Linked DNA regions of Mus musculus: regions 1, 2 and 3 are each linked to region 4. The links are chromatin contacts, called in public promoter capture Hi-C and targeted proximity ligation maps. All regions are on one chromosome and are shown on one strand. The core of a region is the stretch at or near the end of the contact, and the rest is flanking DNA. Distances in the headings are between cores, read along the strand shown. Region 1 holds the start of Sac3d1 (SAC3 domain containing 1). Region 2 holds the start of Syvn1 (synovial apoptosis inhibitor 1, synoviolin). Region 3 holds the start of Tm7sf2 (transmembrane 7 superfamily member 2). Region 4 holds the start of Slc25a45 (solute carrier family 25, member 45).

What was found. Capture Hi-C pulls out chosen DNA fragments and counts their contacts.
Region 1: a contact with region 4 is called in a targeted proximity ligation map of embryonic stem cells, with 2.5 times the contacts expected there. A contact is called at or near these places in 3 of 484 Hi-C or Micro-C datasets (embryonic stem cells and uterus), 12 of 130 datasets of targeted methods (CD8 T cells, the SCID.adh cell line, bone marrow-derived macrophages and 5 more) and 5 of 9 other capture datasets (adipose tissue, embryonic stem cells, liver and 2 more).
Region 2: a targeted proximity ligation map of bone marrow-derived macrophages shows a contact between it and region 4, with 2.6 times the contacts expected there. A contact is called at or near these places in 1 of 39 promoter capture datasets (neural stem cells), 1 of 484 Hi-C or Micro-C datasets (B cells), 11 of 130 datasets of targeted methods (the NIH/3T3 cell line, the SCID.adh cell line, bone marrow-derived macrophages and 6 more) and 4 of 9 other capture datasets (adipose tissue, embryonic stem cells, liver and 1 more).
Region 3: a contact with region 4 is called in a promoter capture Hi-C map of adipose tissue. A contact is called at or near these places in 9 of 130 datasets of targeted methods (the NIH/3T3 cell line, the SCID.adh cell line, bone marrow-derived macrophages and 5 more) and 4 of 9 other capture datasets (adipose tissue, embryonic stem cells, liver and 1 more).

Annotation. Positions count from the first base shown.
Region 1 is chr19:6,114,321-6,120,706 of GRCm38.p6, forward strand. Sac3d1 (SAC3 domain containing 1) reads right to left here and starts at 4,266. Exons shown (of 2, transcript NM_133678.3): 1 at 3,477-4,266; 2 at 1,684-2,267. The coding sequence starts at 4,266. The coding sequence ends at 1,774. Snx15 (sorting nexin 15) reads right to left here. Exons shown (of 8, transcript NM_026912.2): 7 at 6,166-6,386; 8 at 5,079-5,634. The coding sequence ends at 5,543. Naaladl1 (N-acetylated alpha-linked acidic dipeptidase-like 1) reads left to right here. Exons shown (of 18, transcript NM_001009546.2): 14 at 122-203; 15 at 284-457; 16 at 534-621; 17 at 726-818; 18 at 1,049-1,669. The coding sequence ends at 1,235.
Region 2 is chr19:6,044,180-6,050,117 of GRCm38.p6, forward strand. Syvn1 (synovial apoptosis inhibitor 1, synoviolin) reads left to right here and starts at 2,397. Exons shown (of 16, transcript NM_028769.5): 1 at 2,397-2,949; 2 at 3,738-3,886; 3 at 4,096-4,188; 4 at 4,276-4,428; 5 at 4,516-4,564; 6 at 4,971-5,074; 7 at 5,592-5,718; 8 at 5,813-5,912. The coding sequence starts at 3,755. It also overlaps the pseudogene Gm8034.
Region 3 is chr19:6,063,718-6,069,718 of GRCm38.p6, forward strand. Tm7sf2 (transmembrane 7 superfamily member 2) reads right to left here and starts at 4,133. Exons shown (of 10, transcript NM_028454.2): 1 at 3,952-4,133; 2 at 3,406-3,602; 3 at 3,251-3,305; 4 at 2,782-2,976; 5 at 2,594-2,697; 6 at 362-481; 7 at 105-273. The coding sequence starts at 4,003. Vps51 (VPS51 GARP complex subunit) reads right to left here. Exons shown (of 10, transcript NM_001081041.1): 7 at 5,748-5,966; 8 at 5,309-5,430; 9 at 5,138-5,225; 10 at 4,125-4,658. The coding sequence ends at 4,398.
Region 4 is chr19:5,876,024-5,881,689 of GRCm38.p6, forward strand. It overlaps Slc25a45 (solute carrier family 25, member 45), which reads left to right and starts at 1,799. Exons shown (of 6, transcript NM_134154.4): 1 at 1,799-2,668; 2 at 3,826-3,869; 3 at 4,062-4,133; 4 at 4,417-4,602. The coding sequence starts at 2,632.

The DNA of each region.
Region 1 (6,386 bases), core at 3,016-5,515, 240 kb after region 4:
CCAGGCAGGTTAGCCCCTAGCCCTCAGTTCCTCCTCTGGAGTGGAAGTTCTGAAGCCCACAGTTCACACCGTGGGTACCCAGCTCTCCCACCGCAAGCCTACCTCTTCTTTATTCCTCTAGAGCAAGACCTCGGCCAGGATCTACCCCACCTACCACACAGCATTTGATACATTTGATTATGTGGAGAAGTTTCTGGACCCTGGTGAGGAGGGGACAGGGGCATTCTGAAGCTGACAGAAGGATGGGCTGAAGATGCAGCCCTGGCCTTGGGTCCCCTCCTAGGTTTCAGCAGCCACCAAGCTGTGGCCCGGACTGCTGGGAGCGTGCTTCTCCGGCTCAGTGACAGCCTCTTCCTGCCCCTCAATGTCAGTGACTATAGTGAGACACTACAGAGTTTCCTGCAGGCTGCTCAAGAGGCCCTTGGCACCCAGTTAGAGAAACAGAACATCAGCCTGGGTACGCACACCCCAACATGGAGTCTCGGGGAACCCTGTATCCCCAGGTAGGGCTAAGCCATGTGTTCCCCACTCAGGGCCTTTGGTGACTGCAGTGGCGAACTTTAAGGCTGCAGCTGCATCCTTGGGTGAGCACATCTTGACCCTGCAGAAGAGCAGCCCTGAGTGAGTGTCAGCAGAGGGCAGGTGTCTGGGAGGGGGCACCTGGCATGCATGGAGCTGGCAGCTGAACTGCTGGCTTGCAGTGAAGTGACGCACACGCTCTTCAGTCCTCTGCAGGTACGAATGGTCAATGACCAGCTGATGCTCTTAGAACGGGCATTCCTGAACCCAAGGGCTTTCCCAGAGGAGAGGCACTACAGGTGAGCCTATGCCAAAGCTCTGGGGAGGAGGGGTGGAGCGATGGCCCCCTCCCCAGAGCTTTCCTGTGTCACTATGCAATCCACTTCACTGATGGCTGGGGACTGAGGCCCAGCCTGCACTGCTGTAAGCCCTTGCATTCAGAGAGCAGACCCAAGTTGCATGCTACGTGTCGACAATGCTGAGTTCCAGGTAACCTCTCACTGACCCTCTGCTCGCCATCTCTCCTCAGCCACGTGCTCTGGGCGCCCAACACGGCCTCTGTAGACACATTCCCAGGTCTGGCCAACGCTTATGCCAAGGCCCAGGAAATCAACTCCGGATCTGAAGCTTGGGCTGAAGTACAGAGGCAGCTTAGCATTGTAGTAACGGCCCTGGAGGGTGCGGCAGCCACCCTGGTACCTGTGGCTGACCTCTGACCCAGCCCTGTCCCTTGGGCTTTTTCTTGCACCTCTCACACCTGTATGTTCCAGTCTTTCCTGAGGCCAGGAGTAGGTAGATCAGCAAACACTCAAGCTTTTAAAGCAACAGCTGGGGTCCCTGCAGTTAAGGACACCTGCTCACGGTAGTGGGTGAAACTGGGGCCCAAAGTAGTGTAGAGTCTAGCCCATTGTTCAGCCTGCTTTCTTCTTCCCCTGCACTCTCTCTCCCCTCTTTTTTTTTTTTGGTTTTTCGAGACAGGGTTTCTCTGTGTAGCCCTGGCTGTCCTGGAACTCACTCTGTAGACCAGGCTGGCCTCGAACTCAGAAATCCACCTGCCTCTGCCTCCCGAGTGCTGGGATTTAAAGGCGTGCGCCACTACGCCCGGTTTCTCTCTCCCCTCTTAACCCTCAAATAAATGAAGTCTAAAAGTTCCTGTTATTGTTTGGAGATCATAATGAGTTCCTTTTATTGTTTGGGAATTATGAAAAAGAAGCCAGGTGCTCTGACCCAGGCCTTGTGGGAGACGAGACCCTCTCAAGCTGCAGAGCCAGGTCTGTGAATGTCACCTTCCTCAGCCATGACCACATCTTCCAGGGTGTGTCCCTGCAACTTATTCCCCACTAATATGTGGTAGGCACCAGGGGGTGGGAGTCCTTCCTCAGAGTATTGACCCCTCAGGAATACAACTCTGTCTTTATCCAAGGTCAGTCCATGGGCCTGGCACAGGTCCCGTGCTTCCTGGAGTCCATCCAGGGCCAGAAAGTGTTCTATGAAGTCCAAAGGCAAGGTCTGTCCCTTAGGAGTGCTCAGGGCACGGGACAGGCGGGCTAGAGCTTTGCGGCGGGCATACCCAATGTGTTCCTGCACTGCGCAGCTCTGTAGGTAGGGTAAGGTGCGAAGCAGGCGAAACAGTCGGGCATGGTTGTCTTCCCGGAAGGCAGCGTCAACAGCCAACGCCGCCTGAAGGGGTGGGCAGGCACGCAGGGCAGCAGGCAGCTGTAGAACCTCCTGCAGGGCTTCCACAGAACCTACAAAGGCAAGCAGCAGAAAGACACAAGGATGCTTGATGCTTTCTGGGTCAGGCATACCTCCCATCCCACCCCCTCCAGGCCCAAGCTATTTATATACACCTCTAGTTCCAGGCAAACTCGTTTCCAGAGCTTGGCTCTGCCCACCTGCCAGCTCCAGTCATGTTCCCTCAGAGAGGCTACCCCACTTCCTCTCTCCTCTTCTAAGAAAGACCCAGCCATCTGATCCTTCTCTGGTCTTTTTGAGGTGCCACAAGACCAGACCTCCTTCAATCTAAATCCTTACAAGGCAGTGTTGTACATTTACATAGGGACACAGGCCAACATAACATAAAGGCTTGCCTGGAGCACAGGCTATTATGCTAGACCCAAACTTAAGGCTTCTGACTCAGGGTTCCCACTGCAGCCTGAGGGCACTGGCTTCCCTACACTTTCCCCTCTATCTGCAAGGGTCACTGTTGGAGGATGACTTGGCCCTAGTTTCCTTTCCAGGAAATCTTGGTACTGGAATCTTGGGCCACTTTTCTTAAATTAGTGAATTTAAGAGTCACTGTGTGTAGCCGGGTAGTGGTGGTGCACGCCTTTTATACCAGCACTTGGGAGGTAGAGGCAGGCCGATTTCTGGGTTCTGGGTTCGAGGCAAGCCTAGTCTACAAAGTGAGTTCCAGGACTGCCAGGGCTACACAGAGAAACCCTGTCTGGAAAAAAGAAAAAAAAGAAAAAACAAAGAGTCACTGTGTGCATGTATGATACAAATATATTGTCTCCACATATAAAATCATCAAAGAATCTGCCTGCCTCTGCCTCCAAAGTGTTCCCATACAAGGCGCCTGTTACCACGCCCACTGGACTTTCCTATAATTAAATCACCCATAGAAGGGAATCTTTTAGCACCTCCTGTTAGATATGTTTATGGGCCAGCCCACGGAGCAGTTCTTATAAGTTTGGAAAGCGCTTTCTAGGTCAACTCTCTCAGTACTATCCTACCTCCTTCCACCTCTACTATGTAGAAAACAGCCAATTTGAGAATGTCAGACCTGAGGTCCCACGTCGGGACTTTTACCAACTGACTTTCCCAAGAAGAAGCTATTGCTGGGGGATGGAAGTTACAGTACTCCCAAGCTATAGTTCGCCGTTGCTGCTACAATTGCGTCTTCCCCACCCCAGGCTCCTCGGGTCCCCGCACTTAGTTCTCTGGGATCGACTCACCCAAGTTGTAGAGCAGAAAGAGGCCCTGAAAAGCAGCCTGGCGGGGGTAGGGGCCTTTGCCCCGCGCGTAGCAGCGCCGCAGCGAACCGAAGCCTTCCTGCACCTGAGTCTGAAGCAGCACCGGGTCCGCGGCTCCGCGCGTCTCTTCTGGCCGCACCCGCGCCACCACGGCCAGCAGCGTGGCCAGCGCAGCCTCCAGCACTGTCGCTGCGTCCGCGTCGTCCACGCCCTGCAGCGACAGATCTAGCCGCACTGCGCGCAGGCGGTCGGCCACAAAGCTCGCCACCTCCGCGCACGACACGTCGCCGCGGCCAGCCACCTCACCGGCCAGATAACGCACGGTGGCTAAGAGCACTGGCGGCGGCCGCAGCAGGCTTGGCGGGGGCCGGGGTTTGCCCGCTGCCGGCCGGCTGTACTCCTTCACTGTGCGCTTGGGGTCGGCTCGGGGAGCGTTCCCACGGCCGCCTGGCTCCACCTCCAGTCGGTGCAGGCGGCGCTCGCGCTCGCGTCGGGCGCGCTCGGCGGCCGGGCACATGTCTGGGCACAGGCCCATGGGTAGTTTGCAGCCGGACATGGTAGGGGTGTGGGTAGAGGACGCACACTCAGCATCGCCGGGCCAGCGGAAGCGCGGCACTGCATCCTGCCGTGGGCTCGAGGGACAGACTCGAGCCCCAGTCTGGCCAAACGCAGCCTGCCGCGGCTTTCTCGATTTGCCGCTCCCGCGGCCTTTAGAAACGCCTCCCATAATCCATCGCGCCTGGCTTCGGTTTTCCCCCTTAAATCGTCCCATGATGCATCGGTTTGTAGTCCCGCGACGCAGGCCACACCTCCCCAGGGCTGGGATTTGTTGGTTTAGCTTTTTGTTCTTAGGGCTCTCGAAGTAGCAAGTCCTGCTTTACGTACGTGTCTATTATTTCTTTAACACACTCAGCTAGTGCTGCGTGCCTGTCATTCTTCATTGTTTCCCTATGCGTTTTGTTTTAACTGTGTACCTTTGCATGGTCTGGAAGTCACTATATAGACCAGGCTGACTCAGTAGAGATCCGCCTGTCTCTTTGCCTTCCAATTCCCGGATTAAAGGCGCGGCCACTCATTCATAGTTATTATTAGCATTCTGTCTAAGCTTCACTTCACAGTTAGCTGACAACAACCAGGTAGGCTCCACCCAACAGCTACCTGGCAACAGTCAGGTAGGCCTGACCCATTATAAAAGGGGCTGCTTGCCCCCTCCTCTCTCTTGCCTTCTTGCTCCTGCTCTAGTCCCTTGCCCCTCCCCCTCCCTGTGCTCATGGCCAGCTTCTAATTCTCTACTCCTCTACTTCTCTCTCCCCCCCTCCTCTCTCTGCCTTTCTCTGCCTCTAGTACCCTCTTAACTCCCCTTCCCATGTCCTGAATAAATTCTACTATTACCATCGCTTGGCTGGTCCCTCAGGGGGATAGGATGCCTTGGCAAGGGCCAGCTGAAGCACCTCAATGGAACATATTCCTCCTCTCTTTATCTTCTTATAAACATAATGGGTATGATGTGCCAGACACCGCTTATTCAACTCTGTTGGTACAATGTAAACTCAACCACAGACAATAATAAGCAAATGGACCTGGTTGTGTTCAGGCATGTGTTTTACTCACACGTATTTAAATTTTATGAGATTTTCACTAGTCAAAGAATCTTTTTTCTTCCAACCATAAAAAAAAAGAAAGAAAGAGAAGAAGAGAAAAGGAAAGGAAAGGAAAGAAAGAGAAAGGAAGGAAGGCTCTCAAGGGCCTTACAAAAAAGGCAGTGGGCCAGGTCTGGCTACAGACTCTGGTCTAGATGGGTGAACTGACAGGTTAGGGGCCCAGATGCCACTCACATAGAACAGATAGGCAGGATCAGAAGTTCAAGTCTAATTCCAAGGAGGCAGGCAGGTCAGAGCTGAGAAGTCTTTGCTTTTCTTATACTTGATCCAGTTAATACAGATATGGCCCCTGGTAGTCATACGAGCAGGAAGCACGGCCAGGTCCCAAAGAGAGCAGTGGGGGTGGCTGGCAGTGCTGGAGCTGACATCCCAGGAAGGGTCCACCCCTTAGGGCAAGTGTGTGTGAAGCATCTCTGCCCGCTTCAGGTACTCGGCTGCCTTCTTCTTCACACCTTCCCGGCGGGCAGGGGATGGGTCACCTGGAGGAAGCAGATGGCCCACCTACATTCAGAACCCAGGTCATAATGTGTCCTTTCCCTCCCTGGGTCCTCCTGTCTTTGCCTCATTTTATGAGGCTATTAAAAAAAATAAGGGAAAATTCTGCCCAGTGTCTCCAGTTGACCTGTGAGAAACAGATGTTCACGGTCCCTCTTTCTTTCTTTAGAATGTATTGTATGTGTGTGAGTGAGCACGGGAGGGTCAGCGGGCAACCTTGGGTGTAGGTCTTCCCCTATCACCGTGTCTGTCGTCTGTCGGAGATAAGATCTCTCTGTTCTCTGCAGCCTATGCCAGGTTCAGCTGCCCTCGAGTTTTTGGGGATTCTCCTGTCCCTGCTTCCCATCTTGTCATGGGTACGTTTGCTGGAACCGTCTCTGCTGGTGCACACTGTTATGTGTGGCTCTGGGCATTTAGTTCAGGTCTTCTGCTTGCACGGCACTCACTTTACCGACTGCACCACCTCCCCTGGTCCTTTGCTTTCTACTTTCCCTCCTCCCTACTGCCCTACCCACCTGAGACACCCTGCAGAAGAATGTGCACCCCATCTTGGTAGCCTTGGAGAGCAGCAGCGTAGGCGCCAGCCTTTTCATTCCGCAGGGCTTGAGTGATGAGCTCTGTGGCCTGGCCAAGGTAAGCTGGGGCAGGCTCTCCATCCTCAGCTTCTTCCTCCTCCTGTCCTCCTGGCTCCCAGGGTTCCTGGTCCAGCCTTTTGGACTCTACCTCAATGGCTGCC
Region 2 (5,938 bases), core at 1,147-3,646, 170 kb after region 4:
AGAGAGAGAGAAAGAAAGAAAGAAAGAGAGAGAGAAATCCGCCTGCCTCTTGACATTGTTTTTAAAATTACATTTGTATGCGAGTCTGCTCATATATATGGGAAGAGCACCCTCTAGCTGAGAAATGATTAAATAGGTTGTAGAGGCCAGAGAAGTTTGTTATGAGTCAGTTGTCTCCTTCCACCATATGGGTCCTGGTGATTGCTCTTCTCATTAGACTGCCCAACCCCCGATTTTTTTGTTTTGTTTTGTTTTCTTTTTTTGCCACGAGGTGTTTTTATTTTCATCAATCATACAAATAATTTTCTATAATATCCCAGGGCAAACCGGTGAAATTTGGCAGACCGATTAGCGGAGGGGTCCCCTTCAGAGACCCGTGGGCCGGTGGCATCGGCTCGGAGTGCCCAGGTTTCACAGTGCAGCTTGTGGCTCGGGTCCATCTTACAGGTGGCTCTTCCTCCAAATCACGAGGGGGTGGGGTGGGGTGGGATGGGGAAGTCTTCCTAGGCTTTTAGGAGATTTCACTCCTCTTTTCCTGTTCAGTGGTCTCTTTGGTCGGCAGGGTGTTCTCCTGCGTCTCGGTTTTCTTCAGCTTGCCCTTATTGAAGCTGGCGATTTCCCCTATGTCCGGCTTGTCTGCCATTTTCTTACAACTCGTGGATTCTCCTTCCAAGCTTGCGCTCCAGGTGCTCCCACTCTCGTTGCTGCAGCAAGAGACCTTATTTTGTTTTTCGAGACAGGGTTTCTCTGTGTAGCCCTGGCTGTCCTAGAACTCACTCTGTAGACCAGGCTGGCCTCGAACTCAGAAATCCGCCTGCCTCTGCCTCCCGAGTGCTGGGATTAAAGGTAGGCGCCACCACGCCCAGCTTTTTTTTTTTTAGATAGGATCTCACTCTATAGCTGTACGCTGGCCTCAGATTTATGATGCTCTTCCTGCCTCAGTCTCCCAATTTTCTGGGATTGTAGGAGTGGGCCACTATGCTCTGCTCACTACATGATTTCAGAGGTTGAGTAGACCTGAACTGAAGACCAGACAAGGGAGCCCTCCCTCGACATCTTGGGGCCAGGGAAGTTGAAGCCATAGGATCAGAGGAAATGTGGCAAGAAAAAAGGCCAACATGGACACAGAACTTAAATAAAAACAGACAGAGGAAGTAAGACAGATATATACCTGGGGGAGAGGAGGGATTGCCACAAAATGTAGGAGATTTTCAAGAATGGGGGAGGATGAGTGTGTAGGGTTAAAGGTAGCCAGTAGAAGTTCATAGCTAGCCTTATGGAGGAAGGAAAGGGGAGCCATCTCGGGATGTTAACTGTTAAAGACAACAGGTGGTGGTGAAGATGGCTGAGACCAAGAGCACAGGGCTGAGGGGCAGACAGGCACTGACACTGCTACCCTTTAATACAGTTCCTCCTGTTGTGATCCCCAACCATAATTACTTCGTTGCTACTTCATAACTGTAATTTTGCTAGTTATGAATTGTAAGTAAACGTCTGATATGCAGGATATCTCATTTGTGACCCCTGTGTAACGGTTTGATTCCCAAAGGGCTTACGACTCACAGGTTGAGAGCCAGCCACTGCCTTAAAGTCGTCTAGAATCAGTTTTCTTTCTTTTTTGACAGACAAGATGTTTAATTCCGTTGTACTGAAGGAAAGCCATTTTATGTATTTTTCTTAAGTGCTCTATCAGTAATGACAATTCTGAAAGCCCCTGTGTTATATTTTAACAACACAGTCACCTCCGGTTCTGTATTCACTGTCCGTGTTGTGACTCCCACAGTATAAATTCCTCCAGTTGATCTTCATGAATTCTTATATTTGATCCCCCCCCCCCTTAGGCCTCTGAATTCCGAGTGAGTCCGAGTTAAAAATGGGAGGAGCACCCTCTAGCTGATAAACCTGGGTAATGAGGTGTCCGCTTTCAGTTTCCATTCTGTACGCGACTATACTGCTTGTGTGAGCCCTAACAGACAGAATCAGCTCAGAACAAAGGGTCTGGCTATCTCCCAGGGATGAACACGCACGCCGACTGAGCTTTTGGGGTGTTGAAAAGTCAACGCCTTCGCACAGAACTCTCCACCCCAACCTAGAAATAACTGGCGTTCTGTTTTATGTCAGTCCGGACACGCAAGCACTGCTCCTTTTGCGGGCCCCGTAAGCATCCCCCCAGGCGGGATAGGGATCCCCGGCCTATGGACTGCGCTTTCTCAGCTGGCATCCAGCTGCCTTGGCACCCAGTCCGGGGCCACTCTGCCTACAGACCCTAGCAACCACTCACCTGCTTTTCTTTCCCTATAGGCCAGAAATTTTTCCTTTCTTTTCTCATTGGTCCGCGTAACTTTATCGCAACCAATCGGCGGTAGCCACGGGAACAAACTCACTCCTACACAACCTGCGTTGGGGGGAGGTAACCTGGGAAGACCTATATCTGTTTTCTGCACCGCTATTTTTTTCCGAGAAGCACTTAACTTCTTACCGTGTCGTAGCTATCCCTGGAATGAGGCGCTTACACATTTTATTTCTTTCATGCCTGACATAAAGTCTGGCCCTTGCTCGCTCCTGCCCCCCGTCCAAATGGCTCGGCCCGCGGAACGCCCCATCTTCCAGGCACATTGAGAGCCGGAGTCTTGGAGGAGTTTAGGGTGGTGATTCTACAACGGCGACTAGCAAGTGGCGGGCTTCAGCCCTTTCCCGCTGCTCTCCTGGTCGCGACCACACGTCACAGCTCTCGCTCGTTCCGGTTGCTCGCGCACGGGCCCCAGAAGCGCAGGCGAGATCGGAGCGCGCAAAGAGAACTTGGTACGGTCCACTCCGCCGCGCCCCGCGCCGCCGGAAGTGAGGTGTCTTACCCCCGAAGTTCCGGTTCGCAGGGGGTGGGGAGTGTTGTTAACCGGAGCGGCTGCCGCAGTCGCGGTGATTGAGCGTGCTCGCGGCGCTGGGCTCCTGGTGAGTGGGCCTGGTCCTGATTGGGGTTGGGGGGTCGGCGTCTAGGACCTTGTCCTTTGGGGTCACTGCGATCAGCCCGCCCCGCTGCGTTCGGCCGCCAGTTTTCGGCCTGTCAGATGGCTGGAGACCTTAGGCGGCGGCGCGGCCACCGTTCCAGAGGCCGGGCCCCGCCTGCGAGGTTCGCAACTCCTAGCGTTCACAGGTGCGCGACTGTGAGGCGACCTGACTGGTTCTCAGCCCCGCCGCCGCACCCTGGCGGTCGGCCGTTTCTCCGGTTCTCAGAGTGGACACTGCTGGGGGCGGGGGGGGGGGCAGGGTTCCAGACTGACGTACCCCGATGGGCGCGCGTCTGCGCTGACCACCCTGGCACAGCTGTCACTGGTTGTGTCGCCTTCTCAAGCTGTGCCCTCTGCACCTTGCCTCCTCCACCCCTGGCGGGCCCAGCGAACCTGCCTCTAAAGCCTATCATCCCAGCTCCTTCAGAGGGTCAGCGGTGGCAGCCCCCCTCCTCCTAACTTTGCCTCAGTGACTCCCTAGAGGAGGCGCCTTGGCAGACAGCGTGGAAGAGCCCTAGATTTGAAACGAGATTGATCCAAGTTCTAGGCCTTGCATCAGTGTGAGCCTCTAACCCCTTTGAGTCCTAGTTTCTCGTTTGTGAAACAGGGAGTATATGCTGTTTTGAATCTAATGGCTGTCAAGGTGAAATGAGTGTTTGCCCTTACACTCTGCCAGGGACTGTGCTAGGTTTACATAGTGTGGATATCACAAATGTCATTTTCCTTGTGCAGGTCTCTGGGCCAGGGCGATGTTCCGCACCGCAGTGATGATGGCGGCCAGCCTGGCGCTAACCGGGGCAGTGGTGGCTCATGCCTACTACCTCAAACACCAGTTCTACCCCACTGTAGTGTATTTGACCAAGTCCAGCCCCAGCATGGCAGTGAGTTCAGGGCTCAGGGAAGAAGGAATGCCCGGGGAGGGAAGGAGGGGCAGAAGTGGGGCTACATGTCATAGAAGTAGGAGAGAAATAGCCCTGGGCCGCCTGACTTGGAATTATCTATGACAGTCTTGGGGACCTGTCAGAATGATTAGCCCCAGGCAGGGGAAAGCAGAAAATAACCTCAAACCACGACCTTTCCTCACCCCCAGGTCCTGTACATCCAGGCCTTTGTCCTTGTCTTCCTCTTGGGCAAGGTGATGGGCAAGGTGTTCTTCGGGCAGCTGAGGGCAGCAGAGATGGAGGTAATATGTTGGTGGCCCCAAAGGACAGGGTTCAGAGGAGGGTACCCAAATGATTGGTTTTCATATCATCCACTTCTCACCCCACAGCACCTTCTGGAACGGTCCTGGTACGCTGTTACTGAGACTTGTTTGGCCTTCACCGTTTTTCGGGATGACTTCAGCCCTCGCTTTGTGGCGCTCTTTACGCTGCTCCTCTTCCTCAAATGTTTCCATTGGTTGGCTGAAGACCGTGTGGACTTTGTGAGTTGGGAGTGGCTGATGGGCATGCCAGTGGATTGGGGTATGGGGCAACCCCAACCATCTTGATGGTGTCCCTCTCTGCCTCAGATGGAACGCAGCCCCAACATCTCCTGGCTCTTCCACTGCCGCATCGTCTGTAAGTGAGACTCATTGAAGAGGTGGGGGTGACTTGAGGGAAAAGAGGCCACTGAGGAGTAGACTGAAAAGTCAAAACCTATGAGCCACTACCCAGAGCCCTGGCTGCCCCTCCATCCACAGCTGCACAGGAAAGATAATTTAAGAAGTTAATTTGCATAGTCTCTACTCTGTTCCACTCCAGGGCTTCTTAACTGCCTGGGCACTCAGCTCTCTGCCTTCTCCCCTGGGCCTGGGTTGCCCCAACACCCTGCCTGGGCAAAAGTAGTTCCCAGAGGATTCGGCTTAGGTGTACACATTTAAGTAGATGGTGGGGCCAATCGCCATGGGGTGGGATTGTCGTGGAGCAGGAAGTGATTGTCAGGCCTCTGCTGACCTCGATTCCCTCCCTTTGGGGGTCTCCACAGCTCTCATGTTTCTCCTGGGTATCCTGGACTTCCTCTTCGTCAGCCACGCTTATCACAGCATCCTGACCCGTGGGGCTTCTGTGCAGCTGGTATTTGGCTTTGAGGTAAAACTGGCTTGGGGGAAGAAGCTGAGCTGGTCCTGCGTGTGCTGTGAGCAACCCCACAAGTGCTTCTGAGGGCCTGCCATGTCTCTACCCACTTACTGGCCACCAGGGAGCCTCTGCCATCTTGTCCTGGCCACCCTCATAGACTTCTAGGCTATTGCAGAAGGACACAAAGGAAGGCTGGTGTCGTGTAGAAGATTCTTGACCAAGTACCTTAGCAAGCCTTCCTGGAGGCTGATGTCATGAATGGAAAAGAGAAAACTGTTGGGTAGATCACCCAGGAGACGTGTCCCAGCTCACATCTGCTGAGTGCTTACCACATGCTGGGCCCTGTGCTGTGTTCATAGGTGACAGTTAATGCTTTGGAGGTAGAGTCAGTTGCTTTCGTCCCAGACTGGGAGGACCCCAGCTGTGTCTGCAGCCTGTGTTGGTATCACTGCACCTCTGTCTTGAAGCCTAGCTTGGCTAGAGCAAGGGGAAGCTGGTACTCACATCCATCTCCTGTCCCTCCCTCCAGTACGCCATTCTGATGACCATGGTGCTTACCATCTTCATCAAGTATGTGCTGCACTCCGTGGACCTCCAGAGCGAGAACCCCTGGGACAACAAGGCTGTATACATGCTCTACACGGAGCTGTTTACAGGTAACGGATTCCTAGGCCTCTTCCGGTCCACAGCAGCATCCGTCGGTGTGTCTGCCAGCCCTATGGCCAGCTGCGCTCTCCCTTTCCTCCTCAGGCTTCATCAAGGTCCTGCTGTACATGGCCTTCATGACCATCATGATCAAGGTGCACACATTCCCACTCTTTGCCATTAGGCCCATGTACCTGGCCATGAGGTGAGTCCAGCCTTGTCCCTTACTTC
Region 3 (6,001 bases), core at 2,883-5,382, 190 kb after region 4:
GGCTTCCAGCTTTAGAGAAGCGTCAGAGCCTAGGCCCTACCTGAGGGGTACTGAATAAAGCATGAATAGAAGGGGAAGGGGAAATGAAGGGCCCTCCTACTGACCCTTAAGGAGGCAGATGAGCAAGGCCATGGGCAACCCCAGAGGCTGTGGATGGTACAACAGGAACTGGGCCTGCAGGCTGTAGGTGAATGGTACCCAAGCTAGATCTCCAAAGACCAGCATGAAGCCAAAACCATCATGTATTATGTCCATGGTGGTGAGGACAGACTCCTGCAGGAACATGACCCAGATACTGGCTTAGTCCAGATGACATCCTCAAGATCCCCTGCTTGCCTCTTGCTCTCCAATCCAGTCTCACCTCATACCAGAGGGCATCACCCACATACAGCAACTGGAAGCCATTGACCAGCCACATAGCCAGGGAAGGACTCCCCCGAAGCTCTGCCTCCTGCATCAGCAGGGCCAGGTTAATGAAAACCTAAAGGAAGTGAGGACAGGGCCATTGTCTGAAGTGGAGCATCTGGGTAGAACAGTGCCGACCTCGCCCTCCTTCCAGCTGCCCGCTCACATGTTGAATGGATCCAGGTCGTGTACTCGAGACACACTGGATTGCGACTCTGCCTTGACTTAAAACTCCTGCCTTGGAATCTGAGCTTTATCACTTGGGCAGAATATGTCTCTTTGCTAAAACTCACGTCCCCACTGCCATATGGAAACAGGAGTAATCAGGGCCCCGCCTTGAGTTCTTGTTGGAACACTAATATGTTTGTAGAGCTAAGAATTGGCTTATTATGAACCTAAATTTTGTACCCTCTTCCTCCTCCTCCTCCCTTTTTTTTTTTTTTTTTTTTCCGAGACAGGGTTTCTCTGTATAGTCTTGGCTGTCCTGGAACTCACTTTGTAGACCAGGCTGGCCTCGAACTCAGAAATCCACCTGTCTCTGCCTCCCAAGTGCTGGGATTAAAGGCGTGCGACACCACCACCTGGCCCCCCTCCTCCTCCTCCTTTTTGTCATCTTCTTTATAAGTCAGAGTTTGGGGCTGGAGAGATGACCTCTTCCAAAGGTCATGAGTTTAATTCCCAGCAACCACATGGTGGTTCACAACCATCCATAACAAGTTCTGTCGCCCTCTTCTAGAGTGTCTAAAGATAGCTACAGTGTACTTTAATAAATAAATAAATATTTTTTTAAAAGGGGTGGGCTGGAGAGATGGCTCAGTGGATAAGAGCACTGACTGCTCTTCCAAAGATCATGAGCTCAATTCCCAGTAACCACATGGTGGCTCACAACCATCTGTAAAGAGATCTGATGCCCTCTTCTGGTGTGTCTGGAAACAGCTACAGTGTACTCATATAAATCAAATACATCTTTAAAAAATATAAATAAGTCAGGGTTTCTTTGTGTATCCCTCGCTGTCCTGAAACTTTTTCTGTAGACCAGGCTAGCTTCGAACTCAGAGATCCACCTGTCTCTGCCAAAGTGCTGGATTAAGGGTGTGCACCACCACTGCCTGGCTTTAGACTCTCTTTCTAGTAGCTCCAGTGGCCTGAATAGTGTAGTTTCTTCAGTAATACTGATGTGGTATTTTCTTGAGAGAGAGAGTGAGAGAGAGAGAGAGAGAGAGAGAGAGAGAGAGTTTCACTAAGTAGCTTTGGTTGATTTGGAACCATATAGACCAGGCTGGCCTTGAACTCACAGAGATCTGCCTGCTATTGCCTCTGGAGTGCTGGGATCAAAGGCATGCCCTACTACACCCAGCCCTCACAGGAAATTGTAGAAGAAAATTTCATTCAATCCTGTTTTATGAGTGAGAAAATAACCTTATATTCTGGCATATATGTTGACAGGCCAGTCTCCGATTAATGTTGGGACTAGGCCTGGTGGGATTGTAGTAACTGTAATCCTAGTTACTTGATTAGCTGAGGGAAGTAGAAGGAACCTTGATTTTGAGACTAGTCTGGACTATCCGAGTGAGACCTGTTTCAAAACTAAACCAAATCCAAACTCAGATTCAGTGGACATGGGCACTCCTGCCTCTACAGTGAAGGCAGGACCTTGCCTGAGCCCCTTTGGAGCTCTTGGCCACCACCCATGTACCCCATGTACATGTGATCTTAACACAAGAACAGCTGGCCTGTTGTCAAGGCCACCAATGACAAACAAGGTGTTAAATCTGACAATCCCTGGAGGCAGTTGCCTGGTCCTTCAAGCTTCTCCTTAGCTGTCTTTGAAGTTGATTTTATATTTGGCCGCTACATCCGAAGCTGCACCTGCTTTCCCAGCTCGCTGCCTGCTTTGCTCCCCCATACAGCCTGTCATCACTGTGGTATAGATTTAGTTTTGTGGTGCTAGGGTTGGAATCTAGGGCTTTATGTACATAAGCCAAATGCGCGCGCTCTCTCTCTCTCTCTCTCAAGATTTTATATTAAAAACCCTCTTGTTCTATTAAAGCAAAACCATAGGTTCATAACACAGCAACATATTGGCAAATGAATGAATGAATGATTGCTGCCCACCCAGCAATGCTAGCCCACTCTGCTCTTCTCCTGGCCCAAGTCCAGCAGAATTAAGTCCAGCATGTCAGCATACCCAGCCAATGAGGCCAGGTCTCAGCTCACAGAAATATTTGAAGTCAAAGGAACCGAGGCGAGGGTTCAGCTCCCGTCCAAGAAAGAAGTCATACATGGAATTTCCTGGGGAACAACAGAAGGTGAAGGCACACCAGGTATGCATGCATCCCACCTACCTCATCCCTACCTCACTGGGACCCTTCTCACCTGAGTTTCCCCCAGGAGCCAGGGCTGAGGCAGGAGCTACCAAAGCCTTCGCATAGAGGAGGAGGCTGAAGATAAAGCTGGTGAGAGTGGTCGCAAAGGCCAAGGGCAGGAGCATTCCAGGGAGTGCCCCCAGGGGCAGCCCCACTGACACCCCCAGCCCCATCAACAGGGCTGTTAGCACCAGAGCCTGGAAGCCTGAACCACAGCACAGAGTGAGCCCTGGGGTGGCTTGCATACTTCCAAAGCCAACACACACACACACACACACACACACACACACACGCAGTTCTGGGAGAACATTGGCCATTGGCCTGGAGCTGAGTAGTAGCAAAAGAGGTAGATGCACGGCGAGGTTCCCATAAGGGCACAAACATGTCATCAGAGCTGGTCCATAAACCTCCCACCACCCTTGGAACCCACCCCAACCCATGTTAACTGCGATTCAGGGAGGGGGGGGAACCCCAGTCACCATTAATAGGGTAGCGCAGGCGACTCTTGTCCTTCAGTTCCAGGCCTTCGGCCACCTGCGGGTACAGGGCAGGTTTTATAAGAGCTGGGGATGACTTCCCAGGCTCCAGCCCTCCCTGCACCCTCCTCCCTGGTGTGTTAAAACAGATCACACACCTTGCGTGCAGGCAGCAAATAGAGCGCCACCTGCAGGCCGAGCCAGATGAACAATAGCAGCAGAGCCCATGGGCTCCACAGCTCCTCCAGCCCAGGCAGATAGGCCGGTAGGGCCAGGAGGCGCGCCGGGCCCGAGCGAGCCGCCAGGAGCAGGTGGAACATGGTGGCAGGCAGCAGGATCAGTAAAGCCGCGACGCCTGGAAAGAGGGCCACTGTGTAGCGTGACTGCTCCCAAGAGCTCTCTCAAGTCCTCGGGCGCCTTGAGTCACCTGCCTGCTTAGCAGTTTCCCAGCGCCATACTCCTATCTTAATTTTCATCTTGTTCCTCTGCCCTCTGGCATTCCCAAAGACCATCCTGCTCTCCCAACTGTCTTTCATTACACAAACTCCCCGCTGTGCTGCTGTCAGCACTCCCTCCTCTTCTGCAGACACCCCGACACCCGCGCACCGGATCCTTCTGCTCCGAGCCTTCTATAGAGCTCGTATCCTATCCTGCTCCCGTTAAGTGGCATCAGGTCAGCCTCCACCCCAAACCTTCCCATTTACCCAACGGCCCCCCGAATTCCAGTGGGGCCTGGGAGGCCTCACGAGAAGTCATGATCTCTGCTTTGCCGGGGAACAATGGTTCACAAAAGTCGATCAAGGAAACACAAACCGCCCCATGCCGGGTTATGGCTCTGCATCAGACACGGAGGTGGAAAAGCTGCTGCTCTTGTTCATTGATCTTTAAATGGACGCGCCCTCTGCCCACCCTGGGCCCAGCACAGTAGCCAATCAGCGCTGGGAGGCGGGCCCCATGCTGGCGCCTCAGAAGCTTCGGCACTGAAACCCAACCCGGGCGGGTCCCGCCCCTGCAGGCAAGAGGAAGGAGGAGGACACATAAGTTTATTAGAAGGATCCATGAACCCGCCAGCGGGGAAGGGCCTCTAGGATGAGAACAGGGCACAGGGAGGACAGGGCGATAGGGCTACTACGCGACTCGTTGGCAGATTCTAGCCGCGCTCGCAGATGACCTCGACAACACTAGGTTCCATGGGCACTGGGTCGGGACAGCGCAGAGCAGCTGAGGCTACTACTTCGTCCAGCAGCAGGTGCACTAGCTCCTCATCAGCCACAAAGCGCCACAAGTAAAGCTGCAGGAAGTGGCAGTCCACCTGCACCTGCTGCAGCCCAAAGCGCCCAAAGGTGCGTAGGCGCACACACTCCAGTAGTGTCTTCAAGCTGATCTTAATGATGCCAGTCAGCACCGACACCTGCAGGTGGACACAGGGATGCAGCTCAGGATTGCCGTCTTTTGGGGAGGAGGATACATCCAAATTCTGAGCAGAGGCAAGGGAGATAAAGACAGAAATTTCTAGGGCTCAGCTAAGAAGGGAACAATGCAATGTTGCCACCATAAAGGCGAGGGCAGGTAAACCCCGGTGGTCAGATCAGAGATGGGGCCTCATGAATACGATGGGCAGCAGTCACCACTGACTACAAAGTAAAATGGAGGAAAGATATTGCTGAGCTTGGGCTTCGGAGGGGCAGAGATCAAGATATGAGTGGGAACCCCCGATGACTAAAGACTAGTTTGGAGAGTAAAGTGTGGACAAGGTGGTTTTGCTCTGGACCTAGAGACAGAGATTACGTAAAGTGATCTTTAATTCTGCTCAGATGTGGTCCTAGGGCTCTCTGGGTTAGTGTGGGAGCCACCCTTCCCCTGGGATGTAGAGGAGAAGGTACTTCAGACCTTGTTGAATTCCACGGGGCTGAACACATCGATCCGTTCAGAGAACAGCTTCTGAATATTGCTCAGGAGGTTTGTGTCCATGGGAGCACTGGAAGGGGGAAAGAAAGAGTGAGAGGCCACTCTGCCCAGCCTCCCTCTTCTGTCTCTCAGGGAGGCTCCTAGCAGCCTGACCTGGGTGTGTAGCTGGGTGCATAGCGGCCCTGCTGCCGGGAGCTGCTGTACACAGAGAAAGTCCTTTTGCTTGAGTCACTGCTCTGGGCCTTCCGGACACCCTCTTCATACAGGAGCCCCACCTGGGGGAGAAAAGATGCGCTGCAAGGTCAGAGCATGGTTACTGACAAAACCTCCCCTCTCTGCTGGTTGAAGAATCCTAGGTATGGTCACCACCTACACAATCAGGGGAGTGGGAGCAAGGCAGGGAAAACCTAGTCTGAAACCCAGTTTTTAGCTCATCCCTGCTTCAGCTTTTTGGGTGACTTTGGGCCTGCACATCCCACAGGTATGAAATGAGGCTTCTAGTGGCACGACATGGGTACAGCCAGACCCCTTTTGTCTTGGTCCTTGGAATCCAGCATGCATTGGGGTTCCAGCAGCCGGCCTGTGGCAGCACCTGGACATCAATAGCTGTAGTGTCCTCCACCACACGCTTCATGACAGCACGCACGTTCCTAGGCTCCAGAGTACTGAGCCAGTCCCGGGTCTCCACACTCTTACGTAGCATCTGGGATATGACCAGGCCTTGCACCTTCACATAGTGAGTCAGCAGCCGCCGTGCTGTCTCTCTGGCCTCTGCACACAGTGTGCTCACGGGTGTAACGGGAGACTGGTCCTAAGTCACAAAAGCAGAGGACAAAGGTTGCAGGT
Region 4 (5,666 bases), core at 549-3,048:
CACTTGGGATCTGGTGCAGGGACGTGAGTTCTCCTTGCCACTTGGTTTCTTTGCTGGAAAGCAGATGAAAGCTCCTGCCTTCAGTATTTGTTTTTGTTTTGTAGAGTTTTCAATTTAGTTCATTTAGGGACAAACTTAATGGCACACAAGCCTTTAATCCTAGCAGAGAGAGGCAGAGACAGGCAGATCTCTGATTTCCAGAGCACACAGAGCTATACAGTGAGACCCTGTATGGGGGGCAGGAGGGTGGGGACAAGCAAAACTGTAGTAGGCAGGCCAACCATGGAAGCAAATAATCCTACCACTTGGATGCTGGAGACAGGAGGATCAGCACGAGTCAAGGCCAAACTTGGTCACACAGCTAGTCCAAAGTTAGCCTCGGATATGTGAGGCTCTATCTCTAAAACAAACAAACAAACAAACAAACAAACAAAAACTACCAAGACAAAAACAAAACAACAAAAGAACAAATATTACAGAAGGCCTCAGCATTGCTATAGAAGACATAAACCACTATAGGCGGAGAGGAGGAATCTTCAGTTCCTTCTTATCCACCATGTGCTGCACATGGGCCAAGCCCTTTTCTCTCTGTCACTTGCCATCTTATGGGCTCTGTAAATGGAACCAAGAGGATTAGTAGCTACCATTTATGTGTTGGATACTTAAAAAAAATCTCTCTCTCTCTCTCTCTCTCTCTCTCTCTCTCTCTCCGTCTCTGTGTGTGTCTGTGTGTGTTCAACCCAGGCCTTGTACATGTAAACTGAGCACTCTACTCCTGAGCTACACCTGAAAGAAACAGGTAGGGAAAACACTCAGCCACACAAATCTTACAAGATTGAAAGTGTGTGTATGTGTGTGTGTGTGCATGTGTGTGTGTGTGTGTGTGTGTGTGTGTGTGTGTAATTTTAGAGTCTACCCATGAGAAAGTGTGATGCTGGTGGTCTTTCTGAGGTCAGCTTACTTTGTTTCCCATAATAATCTTCTACTTCTGCCCAGTTGCTTGCAAGTGACACCATGTTAGTGTCCTTTACACCCTAAAACTGCGTTGTGTATGTGTACCACATGGTCTTTGCCCATTCCAACGTTGGACTTTTCATTCTTCTGGCCACTGATGCTGCTCCTGACCTTTCTATTCATTCATCCATTCGTCATTCATTAGCATGTGTTCTGTCTACCCTGTGCCACGTTCTCTAATCCTTTAAACATGTAAACGGATCAAGCAGTCACAGGTCCTTGACTGCATAGACAACCAGTTAGCTGCTCATAATAGATCAGCGACAAGAGCAAGGGCAAGGGACTTGTCCAGAGACCGACTTCTGTCCAAGACCAAGAGCCTTCAGAACAGGCCTGGGAAGACAGCACTGCGACACCATCCACTGCCCAGACCCTCTCGGGTCCCCAGGAAAGTTTCTCCATCTCAGAAAGAGGCCCAGTCAAGTCGCATGGAACAGTAGCAGCTCTCGCCCTCATCCTTGGTTTTCACGAATCTTCACCACGTCCTATTACATATATATTACATATAAAGGTCCTTATGCATGTAGGTGGCTGTGCAGAGGCAGGGGCACCGGGGGCCAGGGGTCATTACAATTGTCCCTGAGATGACTTGTGGAGTGGTCTCACTAAAAAGGGGAGTTTTCAGCCCTAGCTTGAAGGAGGTCCGAGAGAGTAGGTCCAAGAAGAGGAAGCAATGCCGGCATTAGGGCCTCACGGCTGAGAGCCCTTTTCAGTGGAGCAGGAAGCAGAACATGAGGTCAGAGGAGAAGGGCGGTACATGAGCCTCTTCCGACTCGGCCTCTTCCTTCTTAGTTTTTAAAGAAAGGAACTGCAACTGTTGCAGTTTAGAAACAGGGAAATCTAAATCTAAGCCCTGGTATCTGCTGAGGACCATCTTGCCCCATCATCGTGAGGCAGAGAGGCAGGAGAGCGGAATTTTGGTTTTGATGTAGCGCAGCAGTGGGCCACTGCACAGTCAAAAGCCCATTGTTTCTTCCCCTGGGCAAAAGGAGGCTGCGGTTCTGATTCATGGCTGTAAACAACTCTGGAGAGAGCAGACAAACAGGCTTCAGGGCCTGGTGAGTCACTTCTGGGGGCCGGGGCCTCCCTCTTTTTGGGTTATTCTTATTCTGACTAGGCATAGGTGGCTGCTGCAGGCCACTGTAGCCTGGGACTGCCACCTCGTGGCCACGTTCTGACTTCACATAGCCCCACAGCTTGTCAGGGTAGGTGGGAATGAATGGGAATTTGCTATGAACTGGCTGGTCAAGCAGGGCCCAGGTCCTTGCTCACTAAGGCAGCCTTCGAGAGGCTCGCCAAACTAGGACTCAGTTGGCATCCTCTGTGAGCCAGCATGGCTGTCACTGTCTAGGCACAGAACCCTGGATCTCTGTGGCTGTCAACCTGCCTCTAGAGATTCCATTACTTCTCAGGCCTCTTCCAGTCTCAGGGTCACAGACGTTGGCTCACTCTCGCTAATGGTTGCCTGAGGTCTGGGCACTGGGCCACCACGCACACTCCAGCCAGGGTTAAACATTAGTGGGAGGTTATCGGGTTTGGAAAGGGGGTGGGGAATCTCACTTGCAACAGTCTCCAGCGGGCCTGCTCGGAGTACCAGTTCCCACAGGAGCCCAGAAAATGCCCGTGGAAGAGTTTGTGGCTGGCTGGATCTCTGGTGAGACATTTTTCTTCTTTTTGTCCTATCATCCCTAAGGGTGGGTGGCTTCCCTGGGAGGATGGGTTGTTGAGAGAAGTTGTTCCCTCTGGAGCACCCGCACCCAGCTGTCCCCAGAGCCTTCTGGGAATGGCCAAGGAGGCCGAGAGGAAAGAAGCAAGCAGGAACTGCTTCTCTATCCGAAGGCCATACTGTCGGGGGGCGGTGGGGATCTGACAGCCAAGGTACAACCTCACCCAAGCCCTTCTCCCAGACCAGTGTGAGGGGACCAGAACACATTTACCTTTGATCTCTCCGGCTGTCCTGTCCTTATTTTACCTTTGGAAATCTGCCCTACCTGTCAATGGGTGCACTCCTGAGCCTTGAGAAAGGACACTGTGAACGCACCCCTGGTGAGGGCCACCCCAAGCCCCAGAAACAGCATCTTCTGCAGAGACTAAGACTAGCCAGTGTGTGGCTTTCTCCCCTGGGTCCAGCAGGACGCTAAGAAGGGCTCCCCACTCTGTACTGATAATTGTGACAAGGCAGAAGGCAGGAGGAGGTGGCCAGCAGGGCCTGTTCTCATTCAAGGCCACAGAACTCTGCAAGGAAGGCTGAAGTACTGCTGACACAGTTAGAAACAGTAGCTACTCCTTCTAGAGCAGTGGTTCTCACCCTTCTTAATGCTGTGACCCTTTAATACAGTTCCTCATGTTATGGTGAGCTCCAACCATAAAATTATTTTACTGTTACTTTATAACTAATTTTGTTACTGTTATGATTCATAACATAAATATCTGATACACAGAATATCTGATCTGTAACCCCCAATGGGGTCACCAGCCACAGGTTAAGAACGACCAGTCTGGAGCCTCATCTTCCACGGTCAGAGCTGGGGATAGTGTAACACCTGGTTCTTTCCTATTGTGTGTGTGGCCTCAAGTGAGGCCATGGGTCTCCCTCCTTTGTCCCAGCGTCTTTGTGACCCAGTACCAGGTATGGTAGGGGAGCAGAGTAGGGCAGCAGGAATGTCTGTGGAGCCCCAAGAATGTAGGTGGTGGGTGTCTGAGTACACGCAGCCTTCCTGCTCCAGCCTGCATCCTTCTTTCCTCTAGCATAGACTTGCTTCCTAGACTTGGCACACAGGCCTCACTCATACCACCTTCTTGCCACCGCAGGAGCTGTGGGCCTGGTCCTGGGGCACCCATTCGACACTGTAAAGGTGAGTGTAGCAAAGGCACCAGAGGAATAGATGGTCTGGCTGGAACCTGGGTGAGAGACTGGGCCTGGCTGGCTGGGCTGGCTCACTGGTGTGCCTGCCTGCCAGCGTCTGCTGCATGGGTGACCTGGCTGCCATTGTAGGAGCAGCCCTGGCTTGCCCATCTGCCTCACATAACCAGTACTTTCTATCCAGGTGCGGTTACAGACCCAAAGCACGTACCAGGGCATTGTGGACTGCGTAGTCAAGACTTACCGCCATGAGTCAGTAGGTAGCCCACTTGTTGGCGGTAAAGAATCATCGGGGCAGGTGGGGTCTGTTTCCTTTGCTTGCTGCTTGCTAACAGCTTCTAAGTCTTCACCCTTGAGGGTATCCGAGAGTCCTCTAGTGCCTCAAAAGTGGTGACGGGGTTCTCACAGCCTCCTTCACATGCTGTCTGCCTGACACAGTGCTTGGGAGGAAGTGCTCTACAGCTCAGAGGCCTGGCCAGAGCTGGATGTGGGACACGGAAGCCCACCATGAGTAACGGTGCTACCATGTTGCTCTGCAGGTCCTGGGTTTCTTCAAGGGAATGAGTTTCCCCATCGCCAGTGTAGCCCTGGTCAACTCCGTCCTGTTCGGAGTGTACAGCAACACGCTCCTGGCGCTAACAGCCACCTCCCATCAGGAGCGACGGGCCCAGCCACCCAGCTACACAAACATCTTTATAGCAGGTTGTACTGGGGGCCTCCTGCAGGTGAGAGCGTCGTTCATGGGCACACATGCAGGTGGCACAGTGATGGATCTGAGTCCCCCACCCCCAGGGACTCCCAGCCGTGCATAAGAAGGTCTTCCTAAGGGGTGCTTGTAGACGTTGCTCCCATTGACCTAGCCATGGTGTGCCTGGTCAGGCTGGAGGTGAAAGGTCATGGAGACCAGAAGTTGGGAGGTAGGGCAAAAAGCAGAGAGTTGGGGGTCAGTGTGAAGAAGATGCCAGGCAGAAGCAGTCAATGCCTGCTGTCAGGGTTGTCTACCTTCAGAGGCTCTACCAGCCCCAAAGTTGTGGGGAGACTATACAGCATGGTGACCTTTGACCCTGAGGAGCTGTCATACTCAGTAGAATTGAGTTTTGTCCTGAAGTGATCCTAAAGGGGTCCTAGAGATCATGCCACCTGCTCAACCAGGCCTTTGCCTGCAGTACAGGGTAACCGCAATCTCTGAGCCTTGCCTGAGGCCAGAGGTCACAGATGCTGCGATTTGGCCAATCAGTGCATGAGTCGCTCCCATCATTTATTTTGGTCTTTGTTCTCAGCACTGAAGTAACCAGGTTTTTATGGGGTGTGGTGAAGACTAGAAGAGTTTCTAGGCCCCAGATGGGACCTGAGCTAAAGGGAGTGTCTGAGAAGAACCAAACAAAGGGGCAGGTGCCAGCTCAGCCCTCACCCCAGATGGGTTCCTGGGTGACCCTTTAATGGGTACCTGCCCTGATGCCACTGATACTTCATGGGGCAGAGAGCAAGCTCAGAGGACAAAGTCAGGATGTGCACGTCAGTGGTTAATGATTACGGAGGCTGCGGAGAGCGAGCGCTGCCTTGTCTTCCCTTCCCTCTTCCTCTCCCACCTCCTTCTAGTTTTCAAAAATTATTTACTTACGTTTTTTATTGTATGTGTATGAGTGCTTTGCCTACATATATACACACATGTACAACAAGTGCGTGCACTGCCTACAGAGGCCTGAAGGTGTTGGATCTCCTGGAACAAAAGTTACTACAGATGGTTTTGAGCTGCCATGTGGGTGCTGGGAATTGAACTCCAGTCCTC